2 separate regions of the Gasterosteus aculeatus genome follow, and region 1 is linked to region 2. The links are chromatin contacts, called in public Hi-C maps. All regions are on one chromosome and are shown on one strand. Each heading gives the region's core, a stretch centred on a gene start, on an enhancer-like site or on the middle of the called end of the contact. The rest is flanking DNA. Distances are from core to core; before and after follow the strand shown.

Region 1 (4,905 bases), core at 216-2,715, 41 kb after region 2:
TTCATCCAAATGATGAAAAGAATTTGACAGACTGTTGCACAAGCTGCACCAGATTTAATAGAGGAGAAGATTCTCTATGACCACATCTGCAGTCTGTGATCACACCTGCGGCCCTCGGCGGATTCACCAGATGCTTTTGAGAACGTGTTTTTCAGGGTTTCTCACCTTAGTCTGTGTGTGTGTGTGTGTGGCTATCAGCTCCTACCTACACTGCGAGTGGGCCACCGAGCAGCAGTTGGTGAAGGACAAGAGGATTCAGCAGAAGATCAAACGTTTCAAGTTGAAACAAGCGCAGAGGGCGCTCTTCTTCGCAGATGTGAGGCTGCGTTTTTTTCCCCGTGCACGTCTTGTGTAGTTTGCACCGTCTTTATTACGTGAACAAATGTATTTTAGCGGTGTTTAATTTACTGTCTGTGTTTTGTCTACGTGGGCAGACACATCTGTGAGCAAATATTTGAATCTCTGCTCGCTCACAGTAGCAATAGTAGTCTCGAATTCCAGATGGCGAGTGGGCTTTTAGGTTCATTCTCTCCCTTTTTTTCCCCGCTCCTGTCTTTCTTTGTGTCCCTCTCAGATGGAGGAGGACCCCTTTAACCCGGACTATGTGGAGGTAGACAGAGTGCTGGAGGTGTCGTATTGTGAGGACAAAGACACAGGAGAGGTAAAGTATATTCCCTTGCTGTCCATGAGTGGCACGCGTGTGTTTTATCTGTGTCTACGTGGCCGCACCTGCTTTACTATGCCGTTTTTTTTTTTTTTCTTTCATTATATTTTCCACTCCAGCGATGCCTTTGTATGTCAGAAGGGCCCGAGGCCATCCTGGCGGGCTTCCTCGCAGCCTTTGTTAATATTGTAAAAGCAGAGCTTGGCCTCGCTCTACTCTTTTGCAACGCTAAATTCTCCCCTGGCTTCTGCAGGAGGTGGTTTACTACCTGGTGAAGTGGTGCTCTTTGCCTTATGAGGACAGCACCTGGGAGCTGAGGGACGACGTCGAGCAGAGCAAGATCGAGGAGTTTGAGCAGCTGCAGGCAGTGAAGCCAGACTTGCGCAGGACGGTAAGCTCCGGCCACCGGCGTTCCTCAGTCATCACCGCGTTTCTTACTTACTAACCACCGCTGCGATGCTTCTTCTTTTTATTTTGTTGGTGGTATTTTGAAGTGGTAAGAAGATGAGTGCTGAAAACACTCACACAGAATGAGTACTTCACAAAACACCTGCTGCCAGTAACTTCCAACAGCAGTGAATGATGTTTCAGCTGTAAAATTAAAAATATCACATTTGTCTCAGAAGACATTCATGATTTAAGATTAGAGCTAAGACTCAAAGAGGAAAAACAATGTTTTTAGCTGTGAACAGTAGATTTCTAGTCTTGTGATTTGTAATGGACGAGCTCTGATTCAACAGTCCCTTCAGGATCGTTATTCTGGTTATATTTACTGTGGACTAGAAAAGGTCACACTGTTTACCAGTATTGATACAGATGCGTACCTCGCGGCCACGCACATACAGTGGAACCACCTGACCTTTAGGAAACATCAGCACTCGCTCTGTGGCTTCACCTCTCCCACTGACCCTCAGATTCCCCCTCGACTGCCGTTGCGATCATTGGACATCTAAATGGTAAATGTTGAATCGTTGGTTTTTTTTAAATGCTGATTTTGTACTCTTCATTCAAAACCTGTCACACAGGAGCGGCCCCCGGCCAATCTGTGGAAGAAGAGGGAACAGTCGAGGGAATACAGGAACGGCAACAGCCTCAGGGACTACCAGCTAGAAGGGGTCAACTGGCTCCTCTTCAACTGGTACAACAGGTCCGTTTCACGTACTTGCACACACCGACAGGCTGTTAGTGCTGCAAGGAATTTATTGGAATTAAAGGGAACAACTTTGCAGAGAGAAGGAAAACCATATTTCTGACGTAATTTGTCATCCATTTATTTATTGTGCAAATGTTGAATGACTCAAAGTGAACAACATATTTTTAAAATAGGTTTTACATTGTGGAATCAATGGACTTAATGCAACTACTCAATTAGTGCTCAATCAAGCTGTATCCGACATAGTTGTTAACAAGTTGTAAAAAGGCAAATTCACTTTTGGCAATTACCTGCTTCTGACTGGATGCTGAATAATCCCTCTCCTGTTTGTTGGCCATGGTGTGACTTGGCTGTATTCACATTCATTGGTCGGTCCTGGAAGGAGCGTCAGATTTCCTGCTGCAACAGCAGTTGCTTTTCTTCGCACACAACTGCAAAAGAAGTGCTGCACATTGCATCTGGAGTGTGAAGTGTGTGTGTGTGTGTGCCTGCATTAATCCTGGGAATTGGCTTCATGTGTGAGCATGCAGGACTGTATGCCTACGCAGAGAGATTCATCAGTAGAGAAGAGAGCTTCTTAAGAGGCCAGTGGGAATATATGCACGTTGCAATTAGCATCAAGACATAATACCCCCACCCACTGGACAGCTGAATAAATGGTTTTACACCACGCAGCAGAGGCAGTTGCATTTGCCATTATTTTGTTTCTCGTCTCTCCAGGTCTGTAATTAGTGCTGATGATGTCGTTTTCTCCTCCATTGTTTCTTTTTAGATTTTTAGTATCTTGGGATTTTTGAATTTTCCTTGTCTTCGCCACCTTCCTTTTTTACTTTTTTTTTTTTTTTTTTTACCCCACTTCATATTTATTTTGTTTTCTTTGGAAGATTTAAAGAAATGAAAACACTGGAGAAATAACATCTAATTCAGATTCATAGTCTGACTTAAAATAATCCCCACACATGCTGTAAGAAGTCCACACCGGTGAACATAATAGAGTTTTCACAAAGGTGTCCTTGGTTTGCAAAGGGTTCATAACCTTTTGTTACACTCTTTCCTCTGCTGTCCTCTTTTTCCTACTTTTTCTTTACCAACCCCTTGTTATTTCCACCTGTCAGACGGAACTGCATCCTGGCCGACGAGATGGGCCTCGGAAAGACCATCCAGTCCATCACATTCCTGGAGGAGATCCTTCGCGTGGGCATCAAAGGGCCATTCCTCATCATTGCCCCGCTCTCCACCATTGCCAACTGGGAGCGCGAGTTCCGTACTTGGACCTATGTCAACGTCATCGTCTACCACGGGAGCATGGTCAGCAGGCAGATGCTCCAACAGTACGAGATGTATTTCAGGGATGCACAGGTATATATGCTCGGATTCTTTTGCCTTTTTTTATTACTAGTATTAGTACAATTTTTTACTTTTTTTTTCTTTTTCTATATCATACCATTCTCATTCATTATATTAATTTCAAGTGGGTGTTTGAAAAAGATTGAAAATCTGAAGCCTTGCTCGAAGACCCTACAAAGGGCACTAATAAAAACATAAATCTCTGGTTAAATACCAACGTCTTGTACACATTACCTACATTTTAGATTTATAGCAGTAGTGCGAGCTATTGTTGTCTTAACAAAGGTGAATGCTTTCGGTCATCTAGTCTGTGTGTTTTGTCACCACAGTAATTGTTTTGGGCTGAGAGAAGCGATGAGGAGCAGGGCAGGAATCCGTTGGAGATACCAAGCCTGGCATTCAGCCGGCCCTCACATACCTGACACAATTGGAATTGTGAGGATTGAAGGGCTTTTTGGTTCATGCGGACATACCTGATGGTCCCCCTTTTCAAAAAACGGATGAGCAGAAAGCAGCCTCGCTGTGTTTACCTTCAGCCTGGAAAGCAGCAATTTACTTTGATTAAAATAATCGCTGTGCTGCTTTTTGGAGAACAGCAGCACTGTGTCATCAACATGAGGTCCTGGGAGTAATCGAATAATATGTTTGAAAACAAGATGCCTGCCCTGAATACAACGACAGGAGCTGTATATTAAAAAGCCAGGCAGAACGTGATTGCCATGTTCAACACGGATGCCTAGATGCACACAAAAAAGGAAAGGAAAGAGGAAAGCAGGCTGCAAGGAACGACAGTAAATGTCTTTTCCGTGTCATTGTTGATTCTCCCATTAGGTCGTGTCAAAATACTGCAAGTCTCCCATCCGTACACTTGAATAGCGGCAGAGATTTGACATCATTTTATGAAAGCCATAGAGTGAACGAGTGGTTCATGGTACTAACGCAGCATATAAGAGGATTCATAGAAGCGGGCACGTGCCCAACAGTAAGTGGGCTGCTGGGTAGTTAGTGAGCCTTGGGAAGAGGCTTTCTGTGGTTGGCAGGCCATGTGATGTGTCACAACAGGCAGTTAGAAGCTCTTAGTGTTCAGACGAGCCGTAGGAGGAATTAAGGCGAGCGAGAGCCGCCACCAGGCTGTCTCCGAGGCAGCACTGTGATGTCACAGCAGCCCCCGAGGGGGGCTCTCTGTCAGCGCTGCTCAGGCATATCAGAGCGAGAGAGAGGCTCCCGTACAGCAGTGTGCCGGCTGTGGGAGGGGGGTTATCGGATAACTCCGTCTCCCTCGAGGACTGTTGTCAAGGCGATGGGTACAAATGGAGAGGCGGGGTAAAGAAAAGCCTCCCCAGGCAGAAAAAAAGAATCGAATAAAGGGAGCGCGTAAACACTCGCTCGCAGGTGTCCACAACAGGAGAATGTGCAAAGCGCCAGCAGCTCCGTTTACCGAGAATCTGGCAGATTTTAAGATGCGTGGCTAACAAAGCTAAACTGCTAGACTACACACAGACAGCCTTTGTTTGAGCTTTGTTTTACACTGCAATGTGGTGGTGTTCTTATCACAGCTATGATGAGAATAGAATTCATTGCACTAATGTCCTTGTTATGTTGTTCATGGCTTCACAACCAAGAGGCGCGTCAAGGTTGCAAATTAGTAGCTTTCTGTTAGTTACATCCTCATTATATTGTCTCAGAAAACGGCTTTTTTTTAATGACTGCACACATTCCGCGGCAATGTAACTCGTAGCAC
Region 2 (4,973 bases), core at 2,140-4,639:
GATGTGTTGCCACACAATGGTTTTATATTTTTGACCAAACGAAAAAAGGCCGAAACATATCAGCTGCCTCAACACGCCACTCGAAAGGAAGTAGTCGGAAATTGCAGCTAAAGAAATATCTGACAGATCAAGCCGGGTTTTTTTTTTGATAACTCCTGCTGCCAAGCAATATTCATAAATTTAATTTCCAATCTGCTCTCCTTTTATTAGTTTGGGTGTTATTAAATGAGATTGCTTCATCTTAATATATTTCCAGGACCTGCGAATGTGGCTAGAAGCTGATATTCAAATTCAATAACATGGCCTGTACTTAGTGCATGGCACTAATAAATGCCAACGTATGATGCATATGAGGACGGGGCTCAGCGCGGAAGTCGCAGCGGGCAATAATAAGAAATGCTGTGCATTTCGTTTCGGAGGTGAGATATGCGTCTGTGCTCCGCTGCTCATATGCCTGAAGAAGCCCAGGTGACCTATATACAGAGATGGGCAGGATGGGTGTGCGAGAGAGAGGGCAGGCGGATGTACATCTCTCCATGTATTTTATTAACTAGACTAGACAAATCCCCGAAGAATGTAGACACTAGCTCTATGCCGTGCACGTCACAAAGGGATCTATGTACATCACAGCTTTTTGACTGACCTTTAACCTCCCTATTGGACACTGGAGGAGACCGGCCCGGTTAGATCCATCGTAGGGACAGACATGTGTAGGGGATACATAAAAACATGATCAAGGAGCTACAGTATGTCGTGGCAGGGCCTGGCTGCGGAGTCTCACCTCTTGGCTCGGTGCGGGGTTGAAACGTGGCGTCCCGACCTTTTTTCCTATTTTATCGCCGTAACCTGACAACTGCTTTTGCAAAGATTGCAGCTTAGGAAGCTTAGCTGCAGCAGCAAGTGACCTTTACTTTTATTATGAATATTTCTATTTCCTCATTATTGTAGAGTGAAATCTATGCATGTGATCAGCACAATGGATTTCTTTTTCATTAGTTGTGTAAAATGCCACTCAGTGAATGGAGGGTCGGCCCCGCCAGATTGCCCCTCTCCCCCAGTGGAGGGATTTGACAATTGGAATTAATATGCGTGGAGCTTTCGTCCTCCATTTGTTGGCTGAGGTTTTCCAGGAAACTTTATCAGGGGTAACATTATTGAGAGCTTTGCCAAGAGCTTCTTCATCATGCTCATATCCGAGCTTCCCAAACACTTGTCACTGTCAATCACAAGGTGATAATACACCGATGATTCTCTCATTTGGTTTAATAAAATCTCCAGGCTTATTTGAACTGCAGTCATTACAGCAAATAATTGCTGCATTGAGGTTTTAGCAGGCCATAGCCTCGGGGACAAGGAAAGACTATTGCTATATGAAGGATTTGGCTGATGTTTTTTCTTTTGTATTCTTTACTCCCCAGTTGTTCATATTTCTAAAATGAATATTACATTTGAATCTAGATTTGGCTTTCTTTATTCAAACTAACATTGTTATTACATATTATCTGGATGTGGAATCATCTTTTCTCACTTTTTTATGTCTATGCTGTGAAGACAGGCTTCACCAGGGACTGCCAATTGTAATTTTTAACTGTCATTTAAACGCAATTGTAGACTTGAGTCCATCGGCCTAAAAGTCTCTGAAGAAATGGACCTACAGCAGGGAACATATTTCATGTTAAATTTGAATTTCAGCTGACGGCACGCAGATGGAAAAAAAACAATATATATAAATCTTTCAGACAGGAAAAATCAGATAATAAAATATACCATTACATCATTGATCTACATTGCAAATATAAAAAGGGATCTGATGCTGATATGATACTATTCACATGCAGTACTGTAGCTCATCATCACCGTGGCCCCTGTCAACTTGATATTTTGTATATAGCCTTTACTGCTTTATATATATATTCTAATCAAAATAAAGCTTAATGCCCGAGAAGGGTATAATAATTGACCTCCCACCAAATAGCAGATGCTGAAATATTTCCAGTATTAAGGAAACACAGCTCCAACGGGTTTCATAACGGTCACATATTCAATTAGTTAATCCAATCTCCCCATTTTAATTACATTCATTAGAGTATTTGTTTGACCAAACAAGGTCACAATAGTTGATTAGATAAAGAATCAATGGCAAAGACAAAAAAACTCATTACAAAACCAATGGTGTGAATATTTGCCCCCTTGTTTGTGTCAGACAGTTTATCTCAATGTCGATGGAGGCAAACCAGGCATAAACTTATTTGTTTTGAGGTGATCTTTGATTTGTACATGTCAAAAGAGTGATGGTGACCTTGCGTTGCCGGCTGCCCCAATGAAGCAGCAGGACACTAATTACCTTTGTCAGTGAAGTGTACTTGGAACAATACACAATCAGATAACAATAATGGAGTCAATAATTTGTATTTACTCTGAAACTTGGACAATGTCATTTCTCCCAATTAATGTAATCACCCATGCATTAAATTAGTTTTTTTTTTCTTACCCAGAAAAATAATTAGGGGTAATTGTTAGGAAATCAATCAATCAGCAGAATGAACTGCCAATGAAGCATGGTCGATACTAAAGAAATATGTGACGCAGATGGCTTGAGTCTTATCCTCAAGGGACTATGGCTGTGAGGTGCACTGAAACATTGAAATTAAGGCAATAGAAAAGTGTTTATTATTTTATTATTCATCAGAGGGCCTGCAGCGTTTTTTCTAGGGGACACTGAACAGATAATGTCGTTTAAAAAGACACACAAAAAAAAAACATTGATATTATGATCCGGAGGAAAAGTGTTATGAAAAAAGAAAAATGCACTTGATATTCAGTGTTAAAAAACTCCAATAACATTTAATAATGGCACCTGAAGAGGATAAGCAGAAAATAGATGTATTATTTTGGACTCTAACGTTACATTCAAATATTTAACAGTAGCTCTATTAACAATGTTTATTCAACCTCGAATTTAGCCAATTAATTTAGCAAAATATGAAATATTTCTAAAATGAACCACCCTGGAGTAAACAGCCATGTTGATTTTCGCAAAGAAAATGGGTCAATACCATTTTGGGGAAATGAATTAACTATTAACGGACACGACAGACTTCAATAACAATACAACAATAACACTTTTTTCATTGCAACTTGATTAACCTAGTCAACGAGCAGCAGTGCAGATACCGCTAGTAGACATTATATTCATTATTATATAAGACATCCCGAGCAATCATCTACAACTATTCCATTTAATTTAATATAGCTAAATTAAAAGTCCCTCGAATTAGGTTATCCTGTGGTTTGTCAGATAAGAAAAATGTCTTCTGTTAAAAACGCCTTTTCATTGTGCAATAAATCACCGTATCTTCCTTTCTTTCTTGTTCCACAAAAGAAAAACACAGCAACTGTACTCACGGTTTGATTGACAGCAAGCCATTGTTCCACGAACTACTTTCCCTACTCACGTGACGAGGAAACCAGCAAATGAAATGTGAGAAGTTTATCCTGTAGACCAATACAAATCCGAAGCCATACGCCGAAACGCCCCCTCAGTTGTTAGATTGAACTCTGGTTTCTCTGTCTGTCAAATTATTTAGCTAGCCAATGTTAGCTAGTTAGCCGGTATGACACTTAAAGGACTGACGAACAGCTGAGCAGTTCAGCGATACATACGCTAGGACACACGTTAATATCGCTCTTAAAAGCTCATTGTAAAGCTCTCTGACAAATACGGTGAGTTTCATCGCATAGTTTTTTCTTTCGCAACAGTTTAACTTAAAGGTATAACGTTAGACAATGTGTTGGCAACGCTAAAAGTAGCATTGCAAGCTAATGCTATAACTAATACATTGTTAACCTTAGTTAAGGAAAACAGGTGTGACAACGTCTGTGTGTGCACATCCTGCTTTTAGGCTTTGAGGGAGAATGTGGTTAGAGTTTAAGCTGCAAGCTAACGTTCTGTTAAGTCTATACTGTTTGCTAACGCAACGTTAGCACCGTTATGACGAATGGTACAAAACTCGATATCCTGTCAGGAATGCCACGATATTAATAGCAGATTTTATTGAAATTCAAACACTGTTCTCTGGTGTTGCCACCCGACGACAAACTACAGCGATCAACTTGCTACACAACTGACTTTCCAAACGTCGATGGCAATCAAACTCTTCGCTTCCTTCATGAAAACAGCTAACGTAAGTTAGCACAGAGCTAAGCTATCCCAAACAATCCCTCACATCCCCTGTCATTATAGCGATTGTCAACGTTTCTCATTTTGTTTTTCCATCTGCACTTATTGATAAGACAGATTGATAACGACTATGAAATTGCAATGAAGTATTGCCATAGTGTTAACCTGCTAGATGACACGAGATCCGTATGAAATACTTGACTGTATACTTGAATACTTGACCTGTGTTCTTTTGAACGGAAGCTACAGTCACTTGTGTCAAGCGTCTTTTCTTTCTTTTGTCATTACAGTTTTGGATGGCCAGTACAGCTCTTGTCGTGGGATCTACATAGAAAGAGGGACACCATTCTGAACCTCTGGATGAGTAATGAACTTAAACCCCTTCTGGAGCATGTCTTCCAATTCAAGTCGTAAGGTAAAGTTCAAAACATTGTACTATAATATTGTTTAGTGTTCATATGATGAGCTTGACATGGTAGTTTTGCAAGGGTGCACCATTCTTAAACAATTTAATATGGATTTATCTTTATGGATCATACGCTTGCTAAAGTTTTCAGAAGATCCTTCAAAGTTCCTTTTGCATCATCAATAAATTTCATACATCTGTGATCAACTTGGAGATTAAACGGTACCTGACTTTTTCTCCCAAGTAATTAACACTATATGGTAAATGGGCTGCACTTGTACGACACTTTCCTTGTGCTCAAAGCTCTTTCCCCGCATCATGTCATCTTATGACGAGGTGGTGCCTGCGCATCAGGTATCTTACTAACCATTAACATCCATTTCTACA

Evidence for each region. Hi-C and Micro-C count contacts between places; a contact is called where the count stands out from the background.
Region 1: a contact with region 2 is called in a Hi-C map of liver, with 4 times the contacts expected there. The contact joins the enhancer-like site here to the promoter of aktip in region 2. A contact is called at or near these places in 6 of 6 Hi-C or Micro-C datasets (blood and trunk muscle, liver, skeletal muscle and 2 more).

What each region holds. Positions count from the first base shown.
Region 1 is chr12:19,039,081-19,043,985 of fGasAcu3.hap1.1, forward strand. chd9 (chromodomain helicase DNA binding protein 9) reads left to right here. Exons shown (of 39, transcript XM_078085550.1): 8 at 199-316; 9 at 575-661; 10 at 918-1,055; 11 at 1,690-1,811; 12 at 2,933-3,176. Among protein-coding and RNA genes, the nearest start is that of LOC144385351, 17 kb to the left of the region's middle. Within about 2 kb of position 1,466, at least 2 of the 9 cell types and tissues checked have open chromatin away from gene starts, as enhancers often do. A contact at or near this core is called in liver, where this site is marked.
Region 2 is chr12:18,996,538-19,001,510 of fGasAcu3.hap1.1, forward strand. aktip (akt interacting protein) reads left to right here and starts at 3,390. Exons shown (of 11, transcript XM_040165052.2): 1 at 3,390-3,723; 2 at 4,106-4,184; 3 at 4,471-4,595. The coding sequence starts at 4,548.